Linked DNA regions of Bombyx mori: region 1 is linked to region 2. The links are chromatin contacts, called in public Hi-C maps. All regions are on one chromosome and are shown on one strand. Each heading gives the region's core, a stretch centred on a gene start, on an enhancer-like site or on the middle of the called end of the contact. The rest is flanking DNA. Distances are from core to core; before and after follow the strand shown. Region 1 holds the start of LOC105842586. Region 2 overlaps LOC101741035.

Evidence for each region. A called contact is a pair of places that touch in the nucleus more often than the background predicts.
Region 1: a Hi-C map of middle silk gland shows a contact between it and region 2, with 2.0 times the contacts expected there. The contact joins the promoter of LOC105842586 here to the enhancer-like site in region 2. A contact is called at or near these places in 3 of 7 Hi-C or Micro-C datasets (middle silk gland, posterior silk gland and whole pupa).

What each region holds. Positions count from the first base shown.
Region 1 is chr2:7,009,725-7,016,485 of ASM3026992v2, reverse strand. LOC105842586 reads right to left here and starts at 4,660. Exons shown (of 6, transcript XM_012696460.4): 1 at 4,285-4,660; 2 at 1,867-1,974; 3 at 692-792; 4 at 161-226. The coding sequence starts at 1,969.
Region 2 is chr2:6,958,140-6,964,889 of ASM3026992v2, reverse strand. It overlaps LOC101741035, which reads left to right. Exons shown (of 13, transcript XM_038017119.2): 9 at 787-899; 10 at 3,150-3,344; 11 at 3,631-3,773; 12 at 4,312-4,441; 13 at 5,893-6,457. The coding sequence ends at 5,981. Among protein-coding and RNA genes, the nearest start is that of LOC101736637, 11 kb to the right of the region's middle. Within about 2 kb of position 4,054, at least 1 of the 8 cell types and tissues checked has open chromatin away from gene starts, as enhancers often do.

The sequences.
Region 1 (6,761 bases), core at 3,411-5,910, 51 kb before region 2:
TAATTCCGAGCATTTTCATATTTATCTAACCTTTTAAACCTTCCCTGGACTTCCAAAAATAATTCAAGACCAAAATTAGCCAAATCAGTCCAGCCGTTCTCGAGTTTTAGCGAGACTAACGAACAGTAATTCATTTTGATATTATTTACTATAAAAGTACCTGTGGCTCGTCCAGTTTGCTGGAATCGCTGATCCGACGCGTTGTGACGTCTTGCTGCGGTGAATACTGTTACAAAACAAATTACATTCGGATCATCACAATTCGAATAAGGCGTAACAGATATCAGACATACGCATGCAATATAATCTCACACGTTGGGGCTCAGAAGAAATAACCCTTAAATACAATACTAATTAGAAATTGATTTAATTATTACGAATATTAAATTAGACTTCACTGGGACCTCTTGTGAGTCCGCGCGGGTAGGTACCACCGCCCTGCCTATTTCTGCCGTGAAGCAGTAATGCGTTTCGGTTTGAAGGGTGGGGCAGCCGTTGTAACTACACTTGAGACCTTAGAACTGATATCTCAAGGTGGGTGGCGCATTTAGGTCGTAGATGTCTATGGGCTCCAGTAACCACTTAAAACCAGGTGGGCCGTGAGCTCGTCCACCTATCTAAGCAATAAAAAAAAAAAAGATGGACTCACCTGTACCGGCATAACAATAACATGAGAAGGGCTTATGCTCACCTCATCATCGCTGTCCAGATTAAGCATGGACAGCTCGGCGAAGGCACTGTCGACGGTTATGCCCTTACTGGTCGACGGTATTGGCGAGTCAGGCGTCTGTACTGTGCGCGTAAATGATTAAATTAATTGGGTGCCCAGTCATCGTTTTCGTCGAACCCGTCGCATGCGATGAAGGGCTCGACGAGTAAATTAACCCTCAGAGACAGCCCACTGAGTTTCTCGCCGGATCTTCTCAGTGGGTCGCGTTTCCGATCCCGTGGTAGATTCTGCGAAGCACGGCTCTTGCTAGGGTTCGTGTTAGCAACGTCGTCAGGTTTGAACCCCGTGAGCTCACCTACTAGTTAAGGTTACGCTGATATAGCCTCTCAATGCTATCAGCTTAGGTAGGAAAAAAAAATGGGTGTGCTTACTGCTAATGCCGGTCTCAAGCCCGGATGAGAAAAGGGGAGGGTTGAGATGGAGTTTGACCTGTCCACCGTAAAACACTGAACGTAGAATGTCGGGTGGCGGTTGATTAGCCAAATAAGACTTCAGCGGCTTCGGAGAACTAAATCTCTTCCAAAAGCACTGCCGTGAAAAGACGCGGAACTGCACCATGTGTATTTTCCCAAGAAAGCTTCACGAGGTCACGACCTTCAGCAGTAAAGATCATTAACGCAAGGAGGAGGAGCTTACTGGCAGAATAGGTTCTATTGTGGTACCACTATTCCGTGTATTTGTGCCGTGAAACCGGCTATTTCGGTTTGAAAGTCAGGCCAGTCTATTTTTCTTCTTACCCTTATCCCATATAGTGTGGCATCGACACAGCGTGTCTTCTTATTATAATGCGATCGAGATGGCGTGAATAATGCGACAGACTGCATGCTTCAAACAACATTCTTTAAGTTAGAGAAGGGTGGCCCAGTCGTTAAGTAATAAAAACTGAGGTCCCCCGTTGTGATGACTCTCAGTTAACACGGGTATGTACCACCACCCTGCCTATATCTACCGTGAAGCAGTAATGCGTTTCAGTTTGACGAGTGAAACGCAGCCGTTGTGTGCCAAAACAGAGATTTCAAACTCATGTCTCGAGGTGGGTGGCATTTACGTTGTGGATGTCTTAAGATTCCAGTAACCACTTACCACCAGACCTCCATAAAATCATAATGCAACAAAGAAACATACATAGACCTTACCTCGCTCGGTGCTCTGGCTTGACTGGAGGAGGTTTTCCGTCGAGGGCTGCTCCTGGTTGTCGCGGCTCCTTCCCTTGAACAGCCCGAACTTGGTTGGCGCCATTGTTCCTTTAAAACACTCATACGTTGTACCTCAATCGTCGCTGAATCGTCACGCGCAGCCCTCCACAAAGAGTCCCTCCCAGTTCTGTGGCCGGCATCGTGTCGGTTCACTACCGGTTTCGCGTTTACGATAAGCAATGGAGCTTTATTAAACAAAACGATCATTCGTAGTTTTAATGCTAGTAACCTTGAGGGGTCATATTAGCTTTACCAGACGAGTAGCGGAGAGAGATCAGCTAGGGAGACTACTAATGTATGCCCTAGCCAGAGCAGCGCTTCGTTGTCAAATACTTAGGCGTCACCCTCGACAAAAAGATGACATTCCGCCCCCATATAAAGACGGTACGCGACCGTGTCGCCTTCATACTAGGACGTCTCTACCCGATGATATGCAGCCGAAGTAAAATGTCCCTTAGAAATAAGGTGACACTCTACAAAACTTGCATACGCCCCGTCATGACCTATGCAAGTGTAGTGTTCGCTCACGCGGCCCGCACTCACCTAAAGTCATTCCAAGTCATACAATCCCGTTTTTGCAGGATAGCCGTCAGAGCCCCGTGCTTCGTCAGGAACGTCGACCTCCATGACGACCTGGACTTACAGCCCATCAGTAAATATTTACAGTCTGCGTCGATGTTCGTTGAATCTACACTTTGAAAAGGTGGCACGGTACGACATGAAAACCCTCTTGTCGTGGCCGCAGGGAATTACATATACGATCCTGTAGACTGAATGGTAAATAGTCGACGTCGCCCTAAACACGTCGTTACGGATTAGGTACCACTTTTAGGTACCACAAGCACCGGTCACTGTCCTCGCCGAACCCGTCGCTTGCGACGAAGGGCTCGACGAGTGAATTAACCCATAGACACAGCCCACTGAGTTTCTCGCCGGATCTTCTCAGTGAGTCGCGTTTCTGAGCCGTTGGTAGATTCTGCGAAGCACTGCTCTTTATAGGGCCAGTGTTAGCAATACTTCCGGTTTGAGTCCCGTAAGCTCACCTACGTGTTAGGGTGAAGCTGAAATAGCCTTTTTTTACTGGTGATAGGACCTTTTGTGAGTTCGCGCGGGTAGATACCACCACCCTGCCTGTTTCTGCCGTGAAGCAATAATGCGTTTCGGTTTGAAGGGTGGGGCAGCCGTTGTAACTATACTTGAGACCTTAGAACTTATATCTCAAGGTGGGTGGCGCATTTACGTTGTAGATGTCTATGGGCTCCAGTAACCACTTAACACCAGGTGGGCTGGGAGCTCGTCCACCCATCCAAGCAACAAAAAAAACAAACTGCAGAGAAGGTTGGCGAGCACGGGCTGAGCTATAGAGATTTATTGGGATTTGCTAAGAGTTGTCCGAGACGGAGGCGCTCCGAAGATCTGACAACTCAAAGACAAGTGCTTCGCGAATGCATCTACTACCAGCATCGGAGTCGCAACTCGCTGAGAAGAATGTTTAGTACATTTGGACACATTTTAGTACAGCTACTCACCAATAGATGGCGATATTTCAAAAAAAAAAAATGAAAAACAAAATGGACGCCAGAAATTTGTTAACGTTTGTAGACATGATAAATGATTTTGCTTGATGTACATGTGAGTTTTTTTTTTAATCACTTTTATGATAATTATCATTTTCTTGTTACTTTATATTTTATCATTAACATAATATTTGCTCTAATGTTAGTTTTCAATGTCTTATCGACTTACAATAATTAAAATTAAATTAAACTTTGAAAAAATTCACAATAGAAAAAAACATTTTTTTTTCCCGTCAAAACAGCAATTTGTTGAATGTCAAAATATTATTAAATAAAAACAATAATCTGCGCGGTGCATTAATCTGACTTTTTTTTAAGTATTCTATTAGTTAGTCATTAAAACAAATCCTTTTAATTTAGATTGGTACTTAATTCATTGCAGCGTATACAAGCGTATGGAATACTGCGGGCTATGAGCAACCTAGCGACCTAGGCTATTGACATACAGCAAATTGAGTGATTGATCTAGAGCTGTGACTGCCTTAAAAATATGCAATATATAAATTTTTAATTAGTACAATTATCCGAACTTAATAAATATGTTGCATATTAGGAACCGATTAAGAAGATGAAATAAGCGATATGTCTGCCGAAGGCGCTTATACGAGCCGGTTTTAATTGTAATAAATATTGCGTATAAACATCTTAACCAGGCACTATGTAGTGTAATAGCTGTTTTTTTTTATTCATTTTTTATTACTACATAATTAAATTTGAATATCGGCAACATTATCAATAGGTGATGAATGCAAAGAGCTTAAAATCTTCCGATCAAACTTACCCTTTCCGAAGAAGGCTGCGGGAAAATCAGATGAAAACACTTATACCATATTGTCACTACTATATATCTAATTCAATATGTGCATTTTGTTAATTCAACAGATAAAAAACATAAGATAAAAATCTATTTTTGATTGTAATAACGTTCAAATGGTTATGACTCTTTTTTATTTTAAGCGGTTTTTTCGATGTAAATTGAACACTCTGTGCTTCCCTCAATAAACACTGGAAAGTTTCATGAAATGGATGTATCTAGTGACGTTAGGAATGTATCCTAGTATCAGATTAGACAAAATATACGCACTAGTATTATGTTTGATGGAAAATAATATAGATGTTAATCGTTTATATTTTTACTATTACAGAATATCCATTATAAACTACGATTGACTTTTAACTTCTTTGTATACCACAGTAGTTGGGACGTTAAGTTCTTAGAAGGGTAGAGATGTAATTAGATTTTCTAATGCACTTTTAAACCTGAGCTGGTAGCTAGCACCTTAAGTAATTACATTTAGTTTCATAAAACACGAATAATCTTACAAAAAAATTGAATAAAACATGTCTTTTTTATCTAATAAATTTCGCTACCTATTCTTGCAGTATCTGTTCCGATATCAGATACAGAATAGTATTTTTGGTGAACTGCTCCGCCATTTTGTGACACGGAATGCGCGCGCAATACTTATTCGATTTTCTGATCGTGTTTCTATTTATACAGACATGTAAACATACTTAAATTATATATATATACGAAACACGTGTTTGTCATACAAATTAAATTTGAATTTTTCAACTAAGTTTTTGTCATGCGTCATAGATGAAATTTTTGGAGAACGTTATTAACTACTTTTACCGACTAGGTTGTCTTATGAGCATACAAGGGTTGGAAAATGCATTCCAGCGGTCATATAGAACAATAAATCGATAAGCATCGTCTGGGACAGACACCTACATAGTAATAGATAGGTACTAAGTGCTTCCTTCACCCCGACGGGGAGAGGGAGGATATATTTATCTACCCCGACTTACCCTGCATCGATTGTGTAATTATTATGGTATTGGTTGCGCTCGTATACATGTATACAGGGTGTTCCGGAAAGAATGGATAATCCTGAAACACCTCATAGTAGAAATATCGGACAAAAATTAAAAAAAAAATCTCAGGTAGTACCCAAACTAGATATTGTAAAAAAAAGTTGATATTTTCCCTACTGCTCTGCGTTTCTGCAATATACAACAGTTACAAATAAATGAATAGGCTTTTTGGTGTTATAATATTCTACATGGACTATATACTAAGGAATATACAGGAAATCGTATGTGTAGCTAGTCACGCTAGTGTAATTTTTTATAAAAGTTAATCCTGAACTTAAATTGTAATCATGAAATTTGGTATTTTTCCTGCGTACTACCTAACAAATATATATATTTTTTTATTTTGAGTCCCCAATAGCTCTATTAAGAGGTGTTTCAGGATGGTCCATTCTTTCCGAGACACCCTGTACATGGTTCGATTATTCCGATTTGTTAATAAAGTACTTAAGATGAATCAACATCGTGAATTTAATTTTTTTATTTTTTTTATTGCCTTTTTAGGCAGACGAGCATACGGCCCACCTGATGGTGAGTGGTTACCGTCGCCCATGGACTTCAGCAATGCCAAGGGCAGAGCCAAGCCGCTGCCTACCGCTTAATACTCTCCACATCGAATGAAATGTTAAGATTCGGTACTGTTGTCATTTTGAATTCGTATTTTAAATGTTCTGTACTACGTGTTTTTATTATGTAACGAATATTATATAGTATTTAAGTATTTTTACATAGGGACCCCTCGAAAATTACTTGAGACCATAGAACTTGTATCTCAAGGTGGGTGGCGCGTTTACGTTGTGGATGTCTATGGGCTCCGGTAACCACTTAACACCAGGTGGGCTGTGAGCTCTTCCACCCATCTAAGCAATAATTTTTTTTTTGTAAATATGGCTGCTATCTGCTGTCTTTGATCCGACCTAATATTATACGATGACTTATATTGACTGACTGACTTAGGTATATTGACTGACTTTAATAAAGTTATATTTTTTTTATTGCTTAGATGGATGGACGAGCTCACAGCCCACCTGGTGTTAAGTGATTATATTAGAAACCATTTAATTTTCGCCTGTCAGAGACAATGAATGTTACTTTAAGTAATACAGTTACTTTGTAGTCTGCGTGTTTAGTGACAACTACAGTGGTATTGGTTAAACATTTCACTAGAGTGCTTACTATATTTTTTTATTGCTTAGATGTGTGGACAAGCTCACAGCCCACCTGGTGTTAAGTGATTACTGGAGCTCATAGACATCCACAACGTAAATGCGCCACCCACCTGGAGATATATATTCTAAGGTCTCAAGTATAGTTACAATGGCAGCCCCACCCTTCAAACCGAAACGCATTACTGCTTCACGGCAGAAATAGGCAGGGCGGTGG
Region 2 (6,750 bases), core at 2,805-5,304:
CCCACTAAGAAGATCCGTCGAGAAACTCAGTGGACTGCGTCTGTGGGTTAATTTACTCGTCGAGCCCTTCGTTACAAGCGGCGGGTTCGACGAGAACGATGACCGGTACTTGAGGTACCTAAAAGCACCGTTAATGGTACGGAAGGGTCCGAAATGACGTGTTTTGGGCGACGTCGACTGCTTGCCATTCTGTCCGCACGATCGGGAATGAGGCGTAGACAGGAGATGCATGTGACTAGGAGATGTATGGAAATAGTAGTGTAAGGTAGAGGGTGAAGAGGTTGACTGAAGAAGCCATGGATGGAGCGGTTGAATGACGATATAAGAGAGAGAGGAGTGAGTGTTGAGATGACGGCTGATAGAGGAAAATGGAATAATAGAAAAATTCGCTGTGCCGACCCCGCCTAGTGGGATTAAGCGGAGGTGAAGAAGAAGTGTTAATTTTATTAAGATTTGCTCATTTAAGGTTACGTATTATATATATTTCCACAGTGTGCTTCCAGATATCTTTTTTGCCACGTACCATACGGCTTTAGAATGAACTCCCCTCCACGGTGTTTCCCGAGCGCTATGACATGTCCTTCTTCAAACGGGGCTTGTAGAGAGTACTTTACGGTAGGCAGCGGCTTGACTCTGCTCCTGGCATTGCTGAAGTCTACGGGCGACGGTAACCAGTCACCATCAGGTGGACTGTATGCTCGTCTGCTTATACAGACAATTTTTTTTTAAAAATATAACCCTATAGTCTTAGAGAGCGTAAACAAAAACAAATATATTTCTTTTTAGGGATAGAAACATGAAACAAAGCGGCTGTCTTCAACTCGACAGACACTCTGCGAAGAGTCCTTTATTCTTGGAAGCTAGATGCGAACGGAAAATGCAATTTATTTGTTATAAAGGTAAATACATAGCTTAACTCATTTACTTTAAGACATATAGTAAACTCTATTCTATTCTATCAGCCCATGGACGTCCACTGCTGGACATAGGCCTCCCCCAAGCCTCGCCACAAAGACCGGTCCTGCGCTGCCTGCATCCAGCAGATCCCCGCGAACCTCAATAGGTCGTCGGCCCACCTTGTGGGAGGCCTACCCACGCTACGTCTTCCAGTACGCGGTCGCCACTCAAGAACCTTCTGGCCCCAACGGCCATTCGTTCCGCTGGCAATGTGTCCTGCCCACTGCCACTTCAGTGTCGCAATCCTTTGGGCTATGTCGGTTACCATGGTTTTCCTGCGAATCTCCTCATATAAATAGTAAACTCACACGAGTAGATACCATCATTGTGCTCATTTTTGCCGCGAAAAAATTTGAAGAGCGCGACAGCTGTTGTATTATAAAGGCTCCGATTTTCGCTTGAAACTTCTTGGATGATGAAATCAGTCTACTGTGTGCTTAATGCGACTGTAGCATAGGCTAACTGAGTCGACTATTATCAAAGCCGGCAATGTGACTTTTGGATAATTATTGGTAAATCAGAAAAACGAATTATGTATTGACTTTGTATTCCATTGGCAGTCACAAAACTCTTCTGAACGACATCTTAGATAAATAACAGGTTAAGTATTAACCTTTATTTAATGCAGGTTTTGAACCGTATTCTTTGAAGGAGACGATTATATTCAAATCAATCTGTATTGAAATATCAATAAATTTTTTTTGTCCAAATGCACAGATTGCCACCTTTGATAACAGACGACTCAACTATGCATAATTATATCGAGGGATATTTTTTCCCAATTTATACTTTATAATAATATGGTAAAGTTGCAAAAATATCACTTTAACCAAATAGCCACCTCTCAATATATACTAAAATCCTTTCACTAAACTTTACTATTCGTAATACATACAGTGTGCTTAGTGCGAGTTTTTTAACGTTGGGATGTGAGACTCAACGATCTGCAGGTGTTGAGAGCAGATCGCGGGCCCAAGGATTTTAGGGCCCACCCACTAAACGATTCCCCTGTACTCTTACACCCGACGTCCGATCTCCGTCCGGGGTCAGAACCCGGTCAGAGTAGGGGGGTTCCCGCGGTCAACACTACAACCAGACACGCGGCGCCACCCCGAGGACGCCCGACCGACGGGTCGTCGAGGCGATAGTCGACGACCAACGACGTCGGTCTCCGCGGTACGGCGGCCCTACCAGGCCGCCCGGGCGGTGCCGCTGGTGTTCCGGGATACCCCGCTGGGCCAGAACCAGCCTGCCGGGTCGGAACGCGATACACCGTTGAAACATTTGCCTACGTTAACCGCTAGGGGCGCTGTTCCGACTGCATCCAAATTTGAGTTAACTTTTACGCTATCGAGAACGTTAAGAAACTCGCACTAAGCACACTGGCCTAGTCACATTAAAAATCAAAATGGAATCTACGCATTATTTTTTAATTTGATTTTTTTTTTCATTTCGTTTCTTCGTTCACTGTTTCTTCTAGCTTTTTAATCTGATTTATAAATTAGAACATACCACCACAAAGTTCTTCTTAATCATAGTTTATCTATATATTAATACGTGAAGCAAAAACTTTGTATCCCTTTTTACGAAAATTGCGCGGACGGAGGAGTATGAAATTTTCCACACTTATAAAGAATATAGAGAAGAAGTGCACAATGCTAATATTTTTTTTAAATAATGCTTAAAAGATACATTAAATCAATAAAGAAAACATTACACACACTACTATACTATTTATTGTCAAACTTTTGTTCTTGACGTCTGTTGTCAAATTGAGAATAGATTAAATATTAGCCTTGGCGAAATATATATATATATATATATATGTGTGTGTGTATTTCTATGTATATGTATTGTTTTGTATCTTGTATTATGTATGTATATATTATTATATGTAATGTTTGCTGTATGCACTAAGTTTGTGTTCCTAATTTTTCTTTCCTTCTGCGGGCGTACTGGAAGAGATTTCAACATGAAATAAGTAGTGCCCCCTTGTACTCTGTATCCTTATTGTCGTGTTTCTTCTAACAGCTGTGTGTACAAAATAATAATATATTAATTAATAAAATTGTGAGACTTACTTGTTATGAGCTATGAACATTATGAACTCCGAAGTTTTTAAAAAATAATTATTTTTTTTAAAATAGTCAAGGTAATCGCAATAAAAAAAAAACGTTTTATCTTTCTTTCAGAAACACACACAAACCTTTCTACTGGAACAGCGCCACCTAGTGATGACTTATATTACTACATTTTGGTTCAACAAAAATATTACTGGCAGCACGCATTTGATAATTGCCGTAAAATGAACGGAAGCTTAGCGAATGTTGAAAGTAATGATGTTCTAATACAATTACTTCTAGTTATGGGAGAAAATAAGAATAACCGTAAGAAATTTTATTTACTGCCATCTATGGACGAGTAGTTAATAATTTAGCTTCATTTCATTGCAGAGTTAATTATGTTTAGAAATTTTAAGAAATTTTATATACTGCCATCTATGAACGAGTAGTTAATAATTTAGCTTCATATTTTCATTGCAGAGTTTATAATGTTTAGAAAATTTTATGATAGAAAATTGAAAGTATTCTAGTTACTATTACTCGCTATTAAATAAACAAGAGATTTAATGTAAGTGACTGTAATCAATTACTTGAGATTGTTTTTTTAAAGCTGTGGAACACATTTGGGTATCTGGCCATTTGAATATGACAAAAGACATTGCAACAGACGCAGTAACATATGCCTGGTATAACCCCAGTAACGGAAAACGATTGCCGGATCCAAAATCGTTTGCGGATAATATCGGATTGTTTGTAAGCACATTTAAGAATAAAATCTTTACCTACCTTTTTTTTATTGCTTAGATCGGTGGACGAGCTCACAGCCCACCTGGTGTTAAGTGGTTACTGGAGCCCATAGACATCTACTAAATGTGCCACCCACCTTGAGATATAAGTTGTAAGGTCTCAGTATAGTTTCGACGGCTACCCTACCCTTCAAACCGAAACGCATTACTGCTTCACGGCAGAAATAGGCAGGGTGGTGGTACCTACCCGTGCGGACTCACAAGAAGTCCTACCACCAGTAAAAACTACCTACCTACTTAATTTAGATAAAAATGTACAACGCCAGTATAAAAGTCTGTATAATCTATGTCCGATATGAAAATGGCGCCAAAATCTTTCAAAACAAAAATCTCTAAAAATATGTAATAATTGTTATTTCTAAATTAACTACATAACGTTATTTATTATTTCAAGAAGTTATTTTGTTTTAACAGTTTGAAAATGAGTTCAGTTTAAATTTGAAACAATATTTAATTGTTTTGTCAATTTTTTATACTGTCTTTAGATGCCGCCGTGGCTTGACACAGAATTCACGATGGACGCGCCTTGCTTGAATTTGGACAGGCAAAATCATCTCTCAGCTTTAGTGTACGGTCTCGCATGCGATACCCCGCAATATTCTATTTGCATGATAGGTAAGATCCTCATTATGGCATTTTTTCACAATTAAGCGAATAAGTAGGGAAAAAAAACACTTGTTCACTCCATCACTGCGATTGGTTATTTAAGGCATTTTATGACCTGGTAACTAAGACTTTTGGGTCATGTCTTATTTTAATTTATATTTTTATTTTTATGAAAAATTATAATATGGAGTGAAATGAAATGAAATGAAGATGATTAATTTGAGACATTAATCAACTGAGATGAAATGAGATAAAATGAGAAGAGATGATATGGGATGAAATATAACTCATAAATAAAATGGTGGCCATTTACTGAGATTTTTTCAGTGGACTTTTTGGAGGATCCCGAGAAATTACGTTCAGCGGCTTTGTTTCATTTTCCCACATTTGTGCACTTTCACAGATATTAAATAGTTATCAAACCACCATTATTACAAATTTAAACCTGAAGAAACACTAATTAGACAAAATAAAATAAATCACACTTTACTCCTCGCGTTCCCGCCAAAAAGTCCAACTGCCGATTGGAATATCGAATTTTGAAAGTACCTTCTTTTATTTAGTAATTTAAGATATTGGAGGGACGTTCGCTGAATTATCCGTTTGGTAGTAGCACTGGTGTGAGCAACAACCACCACCTCGCCTATTTCTGTTGCGAAGCAGCAATGCATTCCGGTTCATTCGGTGGAATAACCGTTAGCAAATTGAGACGAAGACCTCATGCTTCAAGGTGGGTGGGAACATTGCCGTTGTTGGTGTCTATGGAACACACCAATCACTTCAAGGGGTGAAAGGCGGTTTAAGCGACATTTCGCTTAACACTTAACATTTATTTTTGTAATTAAAGCTCCGTTTTATTTGGTATTAATTAGCATCAACAATTCGATGTTTTTAATTGAACTTCAATGAAGTTTAACTCCATTCAAATAGCCGAAGATTTTTGTGTTATGATTTTTTATCCAAATTCTAAGCTATAAATATATCTTCTGTAGAGTTGCGAAAATGTCACATAAACCAAATAACCTTTCACTCCTCGACTTAAAACCAAGTGCGCAGTGAGATAGTTCACCCGTCTAAGCAATATAAAAAAATGTATCTTATCTTATACCTTAAAACGAGCAATTCTTGTATATATATATATAATCTAAATCTCGGTAACGGCTCCAACCATTTTCATAAAATTTAGTATACAGGGGATTACGGGGGCGATAAATCGATCTAGCTACGATTTATTTTCAGAAAATGTTGTTCTATTCGTGTTTTCAACAATCAACTCTTCCCGACATCTATTGGCGAATAATAATACTATTTTTCTTAGTTGAGGGCAACTAACCGCTTTAAAGACACAAGATAGCGTTATCAAAAAAAAAGTAATCCTTAAACGCGCTAATGCCTCAATACACTTTTATAATAAAAATAAAACCAATTTACAATTATTTTGTTTTTTTTTATTGTTACAGAAAAAACTACATGGACTACAGGACTACTAGATTATATTATGAAAATTCCACCGATAGACAAGATGTTTGAATACAGTAACCGATTATAATATTGTCTTGATGACGAGAATATAAAGGTCGGATCTACTTTGTATATTAAAATTCGCTTTTGCGGAATTCAGTTTTTGCAGGGTTTGATAATAACTATTATGTGAATTATAAATTTTTTCAAACCATTCTTATATTTTCCTTGGTATCCGGACAGACTATTTTGATTGAATATTTAAAGTTTCATGAACTTTTTCGCACAGCTGTTCACATTCAGAGTAATGAAATGAATTCAGATGTAGACCTTTCCGCCTCTCGTCCTGATAACATAGGGACATTTGCAAATTTTCACAAATATGATGTTACTTCCATGCATCCACACTATTATCTCTTGATACTACAATAATTACAAAGCTGCTGATGGTCATCTAATTACATGTAAAGAGTATTGTATACACATTATTATTTTTAAAAAGATTATGGTTTATTACCATTAATTTTAATGTATATTTTAATAAAATGTATTCCATTAAACATAGCCATCAATATTTTAAAAACCTTTCCCGTAATATTATGAAAATTATATTTTAGTTATGAATGTTCATTTTAAGACTAGTATTACATGATATATTTAGTGACAATCACATAATGCAGCTTGCTTTCAGTAATAATTATGAGAAAATAAATAATGTTAATCTTATTCTTCCTATTCATACACTCTTGACAGAGTGGTCGTGGTCATGCATCAGTCGGATCCTGCGATACCGATGCTCTCGCGATGCGACGCCATGTGGCACGATGTTTCGCAGAGTGAGAGCAAACATTTATGTT